2 separate regions of the Rattus norvegicus genome follow, and region 2 is linked to region 1. Evidence: chromatin contacts called from public Hi-C data. All regions are on one chromosome and are shown on one strand. The core of a region is the stretch at or near the end of the contact, and the rest is flanking DNA. Distances in the headings are between cores, read along the strand shown.

Region 1 (2,943 bases), core at 234-2,733:
AGAACCAAAACACAGAGCAAAAGATTCATGTTTCACGTTGGTTAATAAACTAGGTTATCGTGTATATATTAAGTGTGTATACCTTTGGGGACTCTACAAAATGCACGGCATGGTATTGAGGAAAAAGTAAATTGGGAAATTAGTGTAAAAATTAGAGTCGGCTTTTAATTAGTTTAACACACACATACGAAGGCAAAGACACAACGTTACTTTGATCTGACCCGGGCCGACCTTTTTTTAAGTGCATAATTACGATTCCAGTAATAAAAGGGGAAAGTTTGGGGTTTGTCCTGAGAGGAAGGGGTTAACGGTTTCCTTTATTCTAGGGTCTCCGCAGGCTCCCCAGATCTGGGTTGGCAATTCTACTCCTCCCCCTTTCTGGGAAGTCCGGGTTTCCCCCAACCCCCAATCCATGGCATATTCTCGCGTCTAGCGCCTTGATTCCCGCCCCCCCCCACCCCCAACCTCTAAGCCGGAGTCTGGTGCAAACTGGCTCCACAGGGGCAAAGAGGATTTGCCTTTAGTGAAAACTGGCTGTGGAACTGGAACTCTGAGTGGAGGTGCATGGGGTGTAGACTGGCAGAGACTCGACCGGGAGGATCCGGGTAGAGCGCGCCCACCGCCGCAGTCCTACTCTACTCCAGCTCTGGAACGCGCAGAAAGACCTACGGGGCAAGGAGCCGCCTCCACCCCACCCCGCCTGGTGGAAGGTCCGAACGGGAGGTGTTGGAGTGGAGGGCCTTTCTGGCAGCAAATTGGGGGATTCATTCTGTAAAGAATGTGCCCAGTCAACATAGCTGTACGCCCAAACGCAAAATACACACTGCCCTCCCCGAGAGATGCAGTGGCTGTTTATTCCTAAGTGGCTCTCCAAGTATACGTGGCATTGAGTTGCTGAGCAATTTTAATGATTCCAGGCATCGTTTTTCTGCTCAGACCTCATCTGTCGTAGGTCTTCAACTATCACTCCACACTGAGCAAGGGCTCCTACATAACTCTTTTTTTTTTTTTCGTCCTTCCCTTTTTAAATTCTGTTTCCCCGACCTTAGAGAGACGACTGGCCGCCCGAGACGTGCGTGACGCGGCTCAGGGTACACGGCGTATTGTGTGGAGCGAGGCAGCTGTTCCACCTGCGGTGACTAATACACGCAGGACAAGAACACAGTTCAGCCGAGCGCTGCGCCCGAACAACTGTACAGAAAGGGAAAGGACCGACGCGCGAGCAGGAGAAAATGGTCGGGCGCGCAGTTAATTCATGCTGCGCTATTACTGTTTACACCCCGAGTCGGAGTACTGGGCTGCGGGACTGAGGCTCCTCCTCTTTCCCCGGCTCCCCACTAGTGCCCCTCCCGAGTTCCCAAAGCAGAGGGCGGGGGAGCGAGAGGAGGAAAAAAATAGAGGTCGGGAGGGGAGGGAGAAAGAGATTCTCTGGCTAATCCCCGCCCACCCGCCCTTTATAATCCGGGGGTCTGCACGGCTAAGGACCCCCGGGCTGCGCTGCTCTCCGCTGCCGCCTCCGCCGCGCCCACTCCGCTCGCCTCCTGCCTCCAAAAGGGCAGGGCTTCGCCGAGGCTTGGCGGGAAAAAGAAGCGAGGGGAGGGATCCGGAGTCGCAGTATAAAAGAAGCTTTTCGGGCGTTTTTTTTCTGACTCGCTGTAGTAATTCCAGCGAGAGACAGAGGGAGTGAGCGGGCGGGTTGGAAGAGCCCAGTGTGCAGAGCCCCACTCCGGGCTTCCTAGGAAGGCAGCTCTGGAGTGAGAAGGGCTTTGCCTCCAGGCTTGCTGCCTCCTCGACCCAATCCTCCCGCTGACCCAACATCAGCGGTCGCAACCCTCGCCGCCTCTGGGAAACTTTGCCCATTGCAACGGGCAGACACTTCTCACTGGAACTTACAATCTGCGAGCCAGGACAGGACTCCCCAGGCGCAGGGGAGGGAATTTTTGTCTATTTGGGGACAGTGTTCTCTGCCTCTGCCCGCGATCGGCTCCCCTGAAAAGAGCTCCTCGCGTTATTTGAAGCCTGAATTTCCTTTGGGAGGTGGAAAACCCGGTAAGCACAGATCTGTTGGTCTTCTACTGTTTTCTCTACGTCCTGAGTGTAGCGACCGGTTAGAACAGTCTTTATTCAATTTCTGTGCTTTTGACACTTTACTCAGAGTAGTTGGGGTAGGCCGGGGCGGAGTTGAGGTGGATCTGAGTCGGGGTAGAACGACTTGTCAAGATGACAGGAAAGGGGAAGGAAAAAACCGGGGTGCATTTTGAAACTGTCTTCCAGAGGTTACCGTGGGCTGACGCTGACCCGGGCCGGTTGGACATTCTTGCTGTGCTACATTAATTGATATTTATGTCCTTTGGGGGGGGGGGTGTCAAAGCCGGAGGTCTCTTCGCGGTGGCCAAAGGAAGCCCTTCGTATCCTGAGGTCTTTGGGAAAGGGATTACCTTTTGCGTGTTCTCCGCAAAAAGCGAGAAGGCTCCGTAGCCTCTGACTTCCCAGTCTTTGGGAGGGCATTTAAATTTCGGCTTGGTGCATTTCTGACAGCCTGAGACCAACTCGGGGGTGCGTCCCGCCCGCCAATCCCCGGCGGCGATTGCAACCGGTCCCTGATCCTTTTAAGAAGTTGCCATTGGGCTTTAAAAATAGTGATCATAGTAAAATTTAAGCCTAACCCTCCGCGGTATTAGGACTTGGTGTTGGACTAGCGCACTGAGGAGAGGCAAAACTGGGGCAGGGATGTGACCGATTCGTTGACTTGGGGAAAACCAGAGGGAATCCTCACATTCCTGGTTGGGATCCGCGGGTATTCCCCGCGCCCCTGAATTGCTAGGGAGACTGCGGTGAGTCTTGATCTGAGCTGTTCGGTAACAGCTGCTACCCTCGGCGGGGAGAGGGAAGACGCCCTGCACCGGGTGCTGAATCGCTGTGGGGTCTCTGGCGCAGTGGCGT
Region 2 (2,943 bases), core at 275-2,774, 110 kb after region 1:
CAACTTCTGGTCACATAGAAATGTGAGAAAGAATTCCTTTCTTCCTTCCTTTTTTAAAAAAGATTTATTTATTTATTATATACACTGTACCTGTCTTCAGACACACCAGAAGAGGGCATTGGATCCCATTACAGGTGGTTGTGAGCCACCATGTGGTTGCTGGGATTTGAACTCAGGACCTCTGGAAGAGCAGTCAGTGCTCTTATCCACTGAGCCATCTCTCCAGCCCATCTTTCTTTCTTTCTTTCTTTTTTTTTTTTCTGGAGCTGAGGACTGAACCCAGGGCCTTGCGCTTCCTAGGCAAGGGCTGTACCACAGAGCTAAATCCCCAACCCCGCTTCCTTCCTTCCTTCCTTCCTTCCTTCCTTCCTTCCTTCCTTCCTTCCTTCCTTCCTCCCTCCCTTCCTCCCTTCTTCCCTCCCTCCCCCCCTCCCCCCTCCTTCCCTCCCTTCTTTCCTTCCTTCTTCCCTCCCTCCCTTCCTTCCTTCCTTCCTTCCTTCTTCCCTTCCTCTCTCTCTCTCTCTTTCTCTTTCTTTCATCCTGGCTGTCCTAGAGTTTGCTATGTAGACCAGGCTAACCTCTAACTCAAAGATCCTCCTTGCCTCTGCCTCCCAAATACTGGGAGCAAGGATATGTACCACCATGCCCAGACTTAAATGAATGATCGGGATGCTCTTTCATAGTGATCCCTTGAGGGCCTTGGCCCTCCCTTCCTCTAATATAGAGGTCCAGCTTGCATGGCCAATGCTCTTGTGACTTTGCTGACCTAGATGTTACGGGGAAAGAAAGCAAATTTCTCAGGCTTCTCCTGGAAGCCTGTATGGAAGAGAAGCAGCAGGAGCTGCAGCGATCCCATAAAGAAGGGATAGAATAGAGGGATTCTGTTTGGAGTGGCCAGCTGACTGAAGAAAGGTCTCCACAATATATATATATATATATATCAATGTCATTTTGACTCAAGCTGGTTGTGACAGAAGCTTTCTGTAGGGGTGTTTTTGCTGGGGTAAGTGACCAAAGTTGAGTTTTAATAAATAAAGATGAATAAAGAGGGAGGGGAAGGTGGGAGGTTGGGGGTGGAGGCGGGGCAAGATACTCTCTGAGCCTGGACGTCATTCAGCATGATTTACACTGGGGGTTCCATTGTGCCCTTGGGCCCAGGCTCTATTTTGCCCCTTTGTTCCCTGTTCTATTCCTGGCTCCTCTCCCCCAGTTCTAGAAGCCAGCTTGCTGCAGCCCTAGCAGGGAAGCTTGCTGACTTCCTGGCCATCCCCACCCCTTCCCGGGTCCTGGATCCTGCTTCCTTTCTCCCCCCTCGACAGTGATCTCATCCCAGCCGGGAAATGGGACTCTTGTTGCCCCTGCCTATTTGCCCTGGCCGAATGACAGGGCTATCACGTGCCCTTGCTGGGATGCCAGGTGTCTGAATCGCAGGCAGAGGGCAAGGCAGGCAGAGGAGGGCATTCCTTTAGCCTGAGTTTTGTCGGTAGCTTGGCACAGGACCCCCTGCCTCTAGAAGTGACTCAAGAGGTTTTCTGCATGCCCTTCTAGTGGGCTGCTGAATCATGCTATGAGTCACACACACTACAGCTCTGTACTCAACAGTGAGCCCTTTGTGGAACCCAGATAGGCTTTCCTGATTCTTGGGGCATTTAAAGGCAATCCACACTGGCATTTGATGCTCTCTGCCCCCCTTAAGGACTCTTTTATCCTGATTCCTTTCCAGGCCTCTGCATGTGGGCTAGGGAATACGCACCTTCACGTCAGACTGCCAGCTACGATTCAGAATCCAAAAGTTCATTTCAAGTTAGCAGCTGGGTGACAGGCAGGGAGCCAGGGAGGTGATTAAGCAAGCTGGGGCAGGAGTGAAGTAGGGCAGATTCCTGGGCCCTGGGCGGGTCCCAGGAAGATCAGCCAACTTTCTTGTATCTGCTGTAGTTTGGGAGCATCCTGAAGCTCCCTTGAGAATTCAGTCTTTTTTTTTTTTTTTTTTTTTTGAGGGAACAGGTGCAATAATTTTTTTTTATATTAATTGCATTGTCCTTATGTCCTTATACCAATTTGGTGTTTGAAGAAGTGGGGTCTAGTAGGAGATGATACCAGTTCAGAGGCAGATCGAGAAGCAGAAGTCAGAACATCTAGAATTTGATGCGCAGACCTGCCTGACTCGGTTTAGCATCCCACCTCCAGCCCCCATGTCTGGTTGCGGGAGTCTCCCTCTTAAGGCACCTGTAGTACAGGAAACCAACTACCAAGGTGAAATACAAATGTCTTTAGAAGGCCTGGGCTCTCTGTGGGGCCAGCCTGCATGCTGAGTCCAATGCTTGCCTCTGGTAGAGGAGGGCATTCAACTGTTGTGGGCAGGGAGCTTGGCAGTGAGGACTTTTTAGGGTTTCTGTATCTTTCTGGTTCACACTGGACAGAGAGCCCTAGCTGACCCTGAGTGGAACGATGTTTGGTTGTATAGTTGTGCGAGCACAGGAGATGCTGCTAAGGTTTGGGCTCTGGAAATTTTCCTCTGCTTATGTGGCTTTGGTGGAGTCACCTCTGTGGGCTAGTGGTAGTTAGTTCTCAAGCCTGACCCATCCTTTGGGACTTAGTCTCTTTTATGGCTTCCTAGGTAAGACTGATGACCCATGTGTTAGTGCTGATGCCAGCCACTTGTGGAAGTGGTCCAGTCTTTAGCCACTGCTTCTGCACTGGGGCCAGATGGGCTAGACCTCAAAGATCTGTAGGGGCAAGTTGGTAAAGAGTCGTCCCTTGAATTCATCTGGAAGCTCATGACTAGAAAGATGACTAGGAGGGCATTGTTCCCTTCTATAGAAGGTGATGAGTGAGCTGGAAACAGCTTTGGGTATGGATGGGCTTTGAAGGCAAGCATTGTGACTCGTAGCACAAAGGTAGATGGTGATGGGGAATTTCTAATAGGGTGTTGCTGTAGAACGA

The links. A called contact is a pair of places that touch in the nucleus more often than the background predicts.
Region 2: a contact with region 1 is called in a Hi-C map of liver, with 3 times the contacts expected there. The contact joins the enhancer-like site here to the promoter of Myc in region 1. A contact is called at or near these places in 4 of 12 Hi-C or Micro-C datasets (kidney, liver and mammary epithelial cells).

The regions. Positions count from the first base shown.
Region 1 is chr7:95,481,622-95,484,564 of GRCr8, forward strand. Myc (MYC proto-oncogene, bHLH transcription factor) reads left to right here and starts at 1,484. Exons shown (of 3, transcript NM_012603.2): 1 at 1,484-2,049. The coding sequence starts at 2,020.
Region 2 is chr7:95,591,692-95,594,634 of GRCr8, forward strand. The region is part of intron 1 of Pvt1 (Pvt1 oncogene); the gene reads left to right. Among named protein-coding and RNA genes, the nearest start is that of Pvt1, 47 kb to the left of the region's middle. Within about 2 kb of position 1,525, at least 66 of the 93 cell types and tissues checked have an H3K27ac peak or open chromatin away from gene starts, as enhancers often do. A contact at or near this core is called in liver, where this site is marked.